Linked DNA regions of Rattus norvegicus: regions 1 and 3 are each linked to region 2. Evidence: chromatin contacts called from public Hi-C data. All regions are on one chromosome and are shown on one strand. The core of a region is the stretch at or near the end of the contact, and the rest is flanking DNA. Distances in the headings are between cores, read along the strand shown.

Region 1 (3,381 bases), core at 407-2,906, 720 kb before region 2:
ACCCCGACACATAGCAAAGGGGAAGGTGTTCTTTGCATTGTATTTGTTGATTTAGTAAGAGGAGGAGGTGTTTTCTTTGATGTCTTCTTCTGATGAAGTGGAGATGTGAGGTTGGATGACAAGAGGACAAGAAAGAGAAACACCGAGGTCTTATAGGGAATATGGAGGAAACGTGAGCGTTTCCATTGCAGGGCTGTGGTGGTTTGAATGAGAGTGTCCTCTCCCAACCCCATAGGCTCATATATTTGAATGCTTGGTCCTCAGTGAGTGGAACTGTGAAAGATTAGAAGGTGTGGCCCTACTGGAGGTGATGTCACTGGTAGGGGAGTGGACTTTGCAGTGTCTAAAGATCACACCATTTCCAGTTAGCTCTCTCTGCCTCCTTGTGGATGAGGATGTCTTAGTGGCGTGTCTTAATGACATGGCTGCTGCCAGGCTCCCCACCATGATGGCCTTGAATGAACACTAACCTTCTGGAATTCTGAGCCACAATCACAATGCTTTCTTTTACAAATTCCTTTGGCCATGGTGTCTTGTCATGACAATAGAAAAGCAACTAAAACAAGGGCTATTTGGTTTTCTGTCCGAACTTTAGGGGCCGTCTCACAATGAGAATTCATTTTGTTTTAAAGATCATCCCACCTAGGGTTATGTGAGAAATTCTTCAATTCAGATGTCTTCTTGCTGTGCTGGCAAAATAACGATAACCCGCCTCTTTACAGCAGTGGCTTATTAACCTTAGCCTTGCCTTGCTGTAGAATGGATGACCTGATGGCAGCCAAATACACGTAAGGCAGTGGTATTTTGGAAAATAATCCGAGGCCTCCGTGTGGGAAGGTTTGGAGAAGAAATACAGAAATTGGTGGAAATTAGAGGTGAGTGGAAAGACACATATGTTTTACCTGTTATTAAGCCCTTCATGTGAATGAGATGATCCCATCCTGCATCTCACTGCTAGCTATCAAAACTGGAATTGCAAATGGTTGACTGTGAATCAGCACATAGTGATGTTAATCAGAAAGAGGAATCATTTCCTAAGTGGCACCTTTGTATAAGGTCTGATTACATAGCCATGTCTTACTGTGCTCAATGGGGGATATTTCACAAAAACAGCAGAATAAAAAAAATCAGGAACATAGATTTTGCACTTGCCTCAGTCCCAGTCTATTTCTAGTTGGCCTAATAGCTTGTGGATTGGCCTTTACTTTTTGATTCTTACTGTGTTCAGACCCTAAATTGAGACATCTTCCCTTCTTCCTCCTTTTTCTCCTTCTTGGAAGGAGGAAACAGACTTTCTTTCCATCTTAAGTTTTTTATTCTATCCTTGGTACTTGAGTGTTTGGCCAGAAAGGCTTACTTAAAAAAAAAAAAAAACTAAAAAAAAAAAAAAAAAAAAAAAAAAACCAAAAAGAAAAACTCTGTTACTGGGTGGAGCAATGAGGGCTGAAGTCCATCCCGGGTTACGGGTTACGTCAAGGGGTGTCAAATTTGGCCTGCTCTTCTTGCTTCCTGTTGACTCCAAGGGAAAGTCGGCAGTTGGCGTATTACACTGAAAAACATGAAGCTCTGAGACCAGACTGAATTGCTAATCACTCCATGTCCTGTTCACTCGAACCAGTTTCCAAGTGATTAAACAAACTGGCCAGGTCTATGACTCAGCTTCCGAGGGTGGGGGTGAGTGGGTGGGCGCCAGTCCTTACCGATTGCTCACCAGGGTTCAGCTCCTTAGGTTTGATCCAGCGCTGTCTCTACAGGTTATCTCCCCCTTGGACCTCGTCCCTCTCTGGACAGACAGGCAGACAGAGATGATGAAGTGTATGATCTACTGGGGGAGGGCCACCTTACCATAAGTGTTTCAGCGCACGGGTTGCAAAAATGTCATCTTTCAACAGTTGCTGTCACTACTTGGAAGCAGTCATAAGTAGCTGGGTGTGGCGGGGTGAAGTCTTCTGAAGTTTGAAAGGAGAAAATGTATTAGTAGGAAACACTAACTCTTTCCTTTTCTGGCATCACTCTCAGATACAGTATCCCATGTGTTTTTCAGCAACTACCGAAGGTTCTGGAAGGAGATGTCACTATTTTAGAGCAGTATAATTGCCCAGTTTTCTAGGTGATTAAATGAATCTTGCTGCCTTTCCTATGCTCAGTGTCCAGTTGCCATGCTGTCAGTGGTGGAAAGAAGGGTGGGAGTCAAGAAGCCACAGGGGAATGAGCTTCCAGGAACTCCCAGTCTCATATGCAAATTAGATTAAACCACACTGCAGCCAAGGGCTGGGGGGCAGCGGCGGGAAGCAAGAGCAAATAATTCCCTCCCTGATCCTTTCTTCTTAGCTTTGTCTCCTGTGGGAATAAAGAAGCTGATTCCAATTTATTTCAGCTACTGCCTGGCTTTAGGAAGTACTGTGCTTGTCAGTCCACCTTGCTTGAGTAAAGTCCTTACCCTGTAACGCCTCGAAATCTTAAAATAAGACGTGTTTAGTCTCTGAAGCAACTATTGCAAGCAACTCCCGTCTTTTCTCCCCAAAAGAAGCTGAGTCTTTTGAATGGCTGGTGCCACCACATCCTCCAGGCGGTTTTCATACTTGGCATGAAACTTTTAGTCATCTCACATATTCCCTTTGTTTTGATTAGTCAACACGTGATAAGTTGACAACATTCAAATGAGAACACTTGAGGAGAGGGGTGGTGGGGAGGAAGAAGTCGTGAAGCCAGCAATGCCCTCCCCCATTAATTAAAAATAAATAGTTTTTTTTCCTTTGAAAAGCATAATTGTTTCTGCCTAGAGAGGAACGAAGGTGAACTTGAAAAATCACACCCCAGACCACTTCTTGGAATCTCTGAATCTGCTGTCGAAATCGTCTCCGGAAAGATTTTTGTGAGCTGTGCATAGCTGAGAGTAAATACACAGATTTCTCCTCTCTCAGGACACAAGCACGGCTGTTCTGTCTATGGAGCTGGGCAGCTGGGCAGCTGGGTGGTGGGCCTGGCAGATAGTGCATGCTTGTTCTATTTACGGAGGAAGCATGGATTTCTGAGCTCTTGCATGTGCATAAGTCTCTTTTCTGATCCCTTATTGTCCTTAAAACTCTTTTCCCCTCTGGAACCAAAGCAAGTCTGAGTGGTGAACATCTGTTCCCACTCATGTTTTCTTCCTTTCCCACTTCTCTACCTTTAAATTACAGGGTTAAAATCAGGCCTGCAGATGAAGTGATATGCAAAAGTGCATTTGACACTCATTATTTCTTCATTATTACTTACTGGTACTTTTTTTTGTCATTAATATGCTATTTGTTGAGGGCCTTCTATGTTCTGGACTCTCTGCAAAAATGTCTAGGGTCTGGCACTTCCCAATGGTTGCATATATCATAGTTTACTGGGGAA
Region 2 (3,332 bases), core at 62-2,561:
ACTTTGAGAGTTCTTGGCATTCTCTAGGACAGCATCTCCAGTATCTGGGCAGCATCGCCTCGGCTGCCACGCACTGCCCTCCGCGCCCCACAAGGTAGGTCCCGGTCTCCAGGCCCTCGGCCAGGGCAACGCAGTCTCCCTCCTCCCCAGCTCGTCCGGTGGGGGAGGGGCGGGGCGGGACGAGCCGCGCGCGGTCCCCAGTTGTCGCGGGCTGGTGCGGCCGGCCGGTCCCGCGGGCGGCGGCGGCGGGTGCTCGGGGCCGGGCGGGGCGGCGGCGGCGCGGGGACGCGCCTGTCTCTTTAAGGGAGCTCGGTCTGGGGTGGCGCTTTCCTCCGCGAAGGCTCCTTTGATATTAATAGTGTTGGTGTCTTGAAACTGACGTAATGCGCGGAGAGTGAGGTCCTGACAAGCGATAACATTTCTGATAAAGACCCGATCTCATTGCAATCTCCAGCGTCCTCTTTTTCGCTGCTGCTCGGTGGCTCCGGACCTCGCGTCCTCCTGATCGCTCTCTCGCCTTTGCCTTTTTTTTTTTTTTAAACAACAACAACAACAACAAAAAACCCCAACAACACCCCCTCCCCTCTCCCACCCGGCACCGGGCACATCCTAGCTCTATTTCCTTTCTCTTTCTCTCGCGCTCTCTTTTTTTTCCTGGGGGGGGGGAGGGAAGGGAAAGGGGGGGAGGCAGGAAAGACCTTTTTCTCCCCCCCCCCCCAATAATCCAAGATCAACTCTGCAAACAACAGAAGACGGTTCATGGCTCTGGCCGCCGCGCCACCATCTTTCGGGCTGCGGAGGGTGTTCCTGACGATTAATCAACAGGTAAGGGGGAGCCGGGCAGGCCGGGGGGCGCGGGCTCAGCCGGCCGGGGCGCCGTTCCGCCAGCGCTGCGCCCGCGCGAGTGTGCGCAAAATGTGGGCGATCGCGAGCGGGGAGCCCTGGGAATTAAAAGTGACTTTCTTTGAAAAAAAAAAAAAGCACAGCCGAGGGAGAGAGTGTGCAGCAAGCCAAGCGCAGGCTTCTCGGGTTTCACACGCATTTTCTTTCTTCCTCCCCCCCACCCCCCTTTGCGCGTGTGATTTCTTTCTTTCTTTCTTCTCTTCTGTTCCCCTTACACCCCCACTCCCCCAATTCCTCTTTTCCCTTTGCTGGGTCTAAGGCATCTGAGCCTTGGAAACCAGAGCGACTTCAAACTGCAGTAGCCCCCAGAGTCAGGAGGGTCAAGTTCAGCCGCCGGGGAGGAGGAAAAACAAATCCCGATTTGCCAAAAAAAGAAGTTTCAGGCCGGTGCCCCCTCCCCCTCCCAGCCCCACTCCCCCTCGCTGTCTCTTGCTGGCTGATTTTAATTCTCTCCTACCGGGAGCAGCAGAGGATCTGGAGGTGGCTGGACCCGAGGGGCCGCCGCCGCCGCCGCTGCAAGTTTTCTGGGGGCTCCTGGCAAACGGGGAGCAGACTAGGCACCGGCATGCAGAGTAGTAAGTTGGGTGAACTTGGGAGGGTAGGGAGGGTTTCTGAGAGGGGTCTTGGAGTGGCCCACAAAGTGGTAAAACAGCATAGACTGCCTTTGGCTTTGAAGAGTTTAGTTTGCAAAGCCAGGCTTCAAACTTTTTTCCCTTAAAGGCCCAGCTGGGCTGGAGGGAGAGAGTGTGGCATCATCTCCTGCTATACCCGTCTCTGGGCAGCCCAGGGCAGCCTGGGCCCAGGGGTCTGTGCCCTGTCGGTACCATGAGGCAGGGCCTTGTAGCCAGGGCGCTTCCGCAGGGGCTGAGCAAGGGGCAGACTTCCTCTGTGGTGCGGTTGATGCGCCATGTGTCGAGCGGGTCAGGGGACACGGGCTAGTGATTAAACGCCTGACAGCGGTGGGACAGGCAGGCAGACAGGCTCTTTGCTTTCTGTCTAGTTCCTGTTTGGGCTGTAGAGTCTGAAACGCATCTTTGAAAGGCCAAGGCAAACACCTCTATCCCTCCAAATAACTCCAGGATTATAGGACCCCATGAATAATTTGAGGGTGAAGCAGAGGTGGGAGCTGTTTGAAGTGCAAAGCTGTTTTTGTGGCTGGGAAAGCTTTTTCTGTGAGTACCTGTCTGAGATGGTGGTGTTTCCCCTTTCACCAGGGAAGTCACTAACTGTTTTATGGCTCTAGGATCCTAAAGCCATTGAAGTGAAGGACCGGAGGACTTACTTATGGGGGCTTCAGAGAGAATCTTGCTTGGACTCACAACATTTTAAGACCTGGCTGACTTCCCCATATCTTTTTAGGCCTCAGATTTGATCTTTTGAAAGTTTTTGAGTAAGAGCTATGGATTTAATGATGAATCCAAATTAAGATAGAATATCCATCCTTTATCCGGTTTGGGGAAATCACCGCTAGCATTTTAAACAAGGTAAGTGAAGAGAGACTGGCCGAGCGAAGAAGTAAAATCAGACACAAGTTAGGCCGATTCATTGAACTTTTGTATGCTCTCCAGGTGAACAGGGAAGGGCCTGGAACAGATAATCAGTACAAAAGCAAAAATACAGATAAGGGGCCTGAGACAAGGTTACAAAGAAGTGATCATTCTAGGCCTGGTTGACTAAATTTGATTGCTCAAGCCTAAAAATCTAAAATGGATTTTTCCGATAAGCCTTCGGAGTGTTGTAAACTCCTTAGCGCAAACCCACCAGCCTCTGTAGCATCTCGATCCTTCGCTTCAGGTTTTAGAAAGAGTTGATCCTTTAGAAAAAGCTGCCAGAGTTAAACATGTTAGGGACTGTCAGGAAAGCACTGTAGCTAGCAGGTCCTTGACGTGGGCAAAATGAGAATGAAAGTCTCTAATCTCACTGCTGGACAGTCTCTTACATGCTGTTCACTTGCTCCTGAGGTCCTCAGTTAATGCAGTACTGATGTAGAAAAGGAAAGATTCTAAAATAATCACCATGCGGCTTTTCCCCCCTTTTCCTTTCCCCAAGTATGACAGGGTTGTGAATAAATACAGGGTTTGTATGGGAAGATGAAGCGTTTCCTGTAAGTTTCGATGCTGACAAGACAGTCTGGAAATGATACCAACATTCTGAGGATTTTTTTTTAAACCTTCGAGCGAAAGTTTATTAATGGCATGCTCAAACTTCACACGTTAAACTTGTATGTTCATTAAGTTTATCCTCCTGTAGATTTCGGAACTTCCTTTTAAAGCTATACCCTCGAGTTTAAAAACATCTCCAGTCAGTTAAATAGACAGGGCTCTGAACATGCTAGTTTGATGATTATTTCTAGATATTAGTACCGTGAAAATAAAACTGCAAAGGAGGAGATCATGTCTCAATGCCTCTCTGTTCTGCCGTGATTTCTC
Region 3 (3,196 bases), core at 369-2,868, 860 kb before region 2:
TATTGAATGATTTCTGCAAAGAATGTCCAGTTGAAAAAGTACCATTGTTTGACAGAGCATCTTCTCAGGATCTAATTGCTATGGGCCTGCCTACTCTGTGACCCACAATGAATGATTTCACTGTCTGATTGTCTGTGAGGTCTTTTTTTCATGTTAGGATCAGAAAACCAGCAATTAAAAGATGATTGCCTTTGGAAACATGTTAGAGAATTAACGGTTGCTTTGAGATGCTATCTGCCAAATTTGAGTTCCCCAAACATTTTTTACCTGGGCTAAATCTCTGAAAACAGGGATTTGATAATTGAAACAGTGGCCTGATGTTATTTATGAAGTTGGCAGACAGGCCCTGCTGTGGGAGCAGGGAACCTTCTAGGGCACGGACAGAGAAGGCACAGAAACCTGGAACGGTGAAGAATTGGCAGAAACATTTATTTACTCCTGCATACATACCCTTTGATGTATGTGTGGAGCAGTTTCCACTTTTAAAGATCATCCTTTGGTCCTGAACTTCTGTTTGAAAATTTTAATCTGAAAATTATACTATTCAAAAATAAAATTCAAAAATCTTTTCGTCAAAGCAGCCACACAGAGCTGTGATTGATGACGGACCCAAGGCCTATATTTAGGTCACAATATTTAACTCTAGAACTTTTATTTTTATTTTTTAAAATAAAGTGTTTAAGCTCTTTCCCTTTCTCCTAGGTCAGTTTCTCCCCTCACACCCTCCTCACTAAATTATATCTTAGGCTGTTAAAATAACTTCAAAGCTGAAGCCTCTTTTAAAAATAGCCCCGTCTTCTTCTAAAGGTGGACTGTTCAAGTTTATTTCAGGTTTTGAGGTGGGACACACCTCTGCAACAAGGACAAATGTCCAACTGACTTCGCAATGCTAGGCTTCTCTTTTGTCGTTTCCCAGATGTCTACTAGGACCTTGGGCCCTGCTTCCCATCCTTACTGGGAAAATATGCATTTTTTTACTTCAGTAAAAAAGGAGGTGCTGACTACCAGGCAGACCGTGCTCTTCCCCACTTCTATATACGTTTATAGCCCTAGTGAGGTTTTTTTTTTTTTTTTTCTTCCTCAGTGACATCTCTGTGACAGACACTTGCCTTTTTCTCTGGGGACTGTTTAGCAGGTTGGTTGTCGTCGGCCTTGTTTCTTGCCCCTACGTGCTCCCGTATTGCTGGCCTTCCCAGTGCCCACTGGAACGTACTTTTTGAGCCAGGCTGGTAGAAGCTCCAGTTGCCACCTCAGGCCTGGCTGCAAGCCAGAGAGGCTGAAGCACAACGCTACAGACACCAGGCCTCTTGGCAGCCACTTCACACAGAGGGAAGGCCGGTAACCACCAGCCTCCAAATGAGACCGTCCACACAAACAAACAAATAAAAAAATGCCAAATACAAACACAAATGAAAGAAACCACACGCACTCAGAGAGACACAAAGCGCAAACTGAAGCAGCATGTTGTTGCCCGGGCCTCTCGTCAGTCGTGGGCTTTGTGTCTCACTCGGGGCTGATAGGGTGGCAGGCAAGTTTGGAGATTCCTGTGGTCTGAACACACACCCTCCTCATCACCGAGATGGGTCTGGAAAAAAGCAGTCATGGTCCAGGCTTCTGATTTATTTCCTGATAAAATAACCTTTCTTTCCCCAGGCTGAGCTTGCTCTCCCGGATCACAGAGAAGCAGCCTTATTTCTGTCCACCAAAGCCTTTTGTAAATTAGGTCATTCCTTCTGTGGCTGTGAAGTCTCCCAGCTCCCTGTCCCTGTTGTTGGTACACAATAAGCTCTTTAAAATGCCTCCTCCTAATTTCCAACACCGCAATGATTCCTACTTAGAGTTTCCTGGACTGTGCCAAGTGTCACCAGGGGGAGGTGTAATTACATAAGTCTTTAAACGAGTTACTTTTTACTTCATGACAACACAGAAACCTTGTCTAATGTAGGACAATAATAGATAGCAATATTCCACCTTCGGGCCTGTCTGGCTCCCCATCCGTATTTTTTTCTTCTGTTGCTTAACTTTGTACATCTATTTGCAAGCCTGTCCTGAATTATCTGGAAGGCTCTGGAGGCTGCTTCCATTGGCTGAACTTCACGATGCATTCCCAGTCTTTGTCATGTCAACACCCTTCTTTAAATTCATGCTACTTGCTTTCTCCTGGAAGGCATAGTTCACATCTCACAGAGAGGGAGAGATGGGAACTTCAGTGGATGAATAGGAACACGAATATAATATCTTTCTTCACTCTGTCCACTTCATTAAATGTATGGAATCTTAAGAGCTACCACCATGCAAGATGCATGCTAAACGCCAACATTTTCTTGGTGGATAATAATTTCATAAAAATTCCCCCTCCTGATTCCTTAGGTATGGTCTGTTGGCCTGTCTGTTACAGGAAAAAGTGTTGTTTATGATCTTTTATGGCCTCTAGGAGATGTAGATGTTAATGGAGAGTGCCTACTTTGCTTCACATGGGTGCAAATACTTAGATCCTGCCATATAGTTAACTCTACAAGGCTGAAAAGATATTTAAGACTAGGGTGGGTAGCATGTGTAGTGTGGTCTAATCAGAGACCTGGGAGAGGTAGCATGTTAAAATCCACGAGACTGTGGACTTGGGAGCCTGGGAGAAGGTAATTCTTCTACTAAATATCACCTCCCACTCTGTTCTTCCCAGGAATATTGTAATAACATGGCCATTTTTTCTTTTTGCTAATGCCCTTGGAGTGAGTGGGTTACTTGTCCAGATAGAAAGAAGCTGAATGAATGCAAGCTAGTTGCGATCAGCTTAGGCAGAACTGATTTTCTCCCTTCCTTTGCCTCCTTTCTCGTTTGTAGTCTCTGTTTTCTCACCCATGTTTAGAGCCCTCTTCCTTCCTTCCTTCCTTCCTTCCTTCCTTCCTTCCTTCCTTCCTTCCTCTCTCTCTCTCTCTCTCTCTCTCTCTCTCTCTCTCTCTCTTTCTTTCTTTCTTTCTTTCTTTCTTTCTTTCTTTCTTTCTTTCTTTCTTTCTTTCTTCACATTGATGACTTGGAGGTTCCGGGTCAATACATTGTGCAATCTTTGTATCATATGCTTTCTAAAGGGAATAAACTAGGATTTCCGGGCATTGTACCTCATTGCTTAAGGCTACAGTCTACCCTGTCTGGAAAGCTTCTCTGAGCTTGGTTCAAAATGAAGGACTCTCTTTTCTTA

What was found. A called contact is a pair of places that touch in the nucleus more often than the background predicts.
Region 1: a contact with region 2 is called in a Hi-C map of mammary epithelial cells, with 2.8 times the contacts expected there. The contact joins the enhancer-like site here to the promoter of Trps1 in region 2. A contact is called at or near these places in 1 of 12 Hi-C or Micro-C datasets (mammary epithelial cells) and 1 of 1 datasets of contacts at active chromatin or transcription factors (oligodendrocytes).
Region 3: a Hi-C map of Schwann cells shows a contact between it and region 2, with 4 times the contacts expected there. The contact joins the enhancer-like site here to the promoter of Trps1 in region 2. A contact is called at or near these places in 1 of 12 Hi-C or Micro-C datasets (Schwann cells) and 1 of 1 datasets of contacts at active chromatin or transcription factors (oligodendrocytes).

The regions. Positions count from the first base shown.
Region 1 is chr7:84,753,541-84,756,921 of GRCr8, reverse strand. All of the region lies in intron 2 of LOC134479728 (a long non-coding RNA gene), which reads left to right. Among named protein-coding and RNA genes, the nearest start is that of Eif3h, 310 kb to the left of the region's middle. Within about 2 kb of position 1,656, at least 10 of the 93 cell types and tissues checked have an H3K27ac peak or open chromatin away from gene starts, as enhancers often do.
Region 2 is chr7:84,029,214-84,032,545 of GRCr8, reverse strand. It overlaps Trps1 (transcriptional repressor GATA binding 1), which reads left to right and starts at 1,311. Exons shown (of 7, transcript NM_001134837.1): 1 at 1,311-1,478.
Region 3 is chr7:84,884,968-84,888,163 of GRCr8, reverse strand. No RefSeq gene overlaps it. Among named protein-coding and RNA genes, the nearest start is that of Eif3h, 180 kb to the left of the region's middle. Within about 2 kb of position 1,618, at least 47 of the 93 cell types and tissues checked have an H3K27ac peak or open chromatin away from gene starts, as enhancers often do. A contact at or near this core is called in Schwann cells, where this site is marked.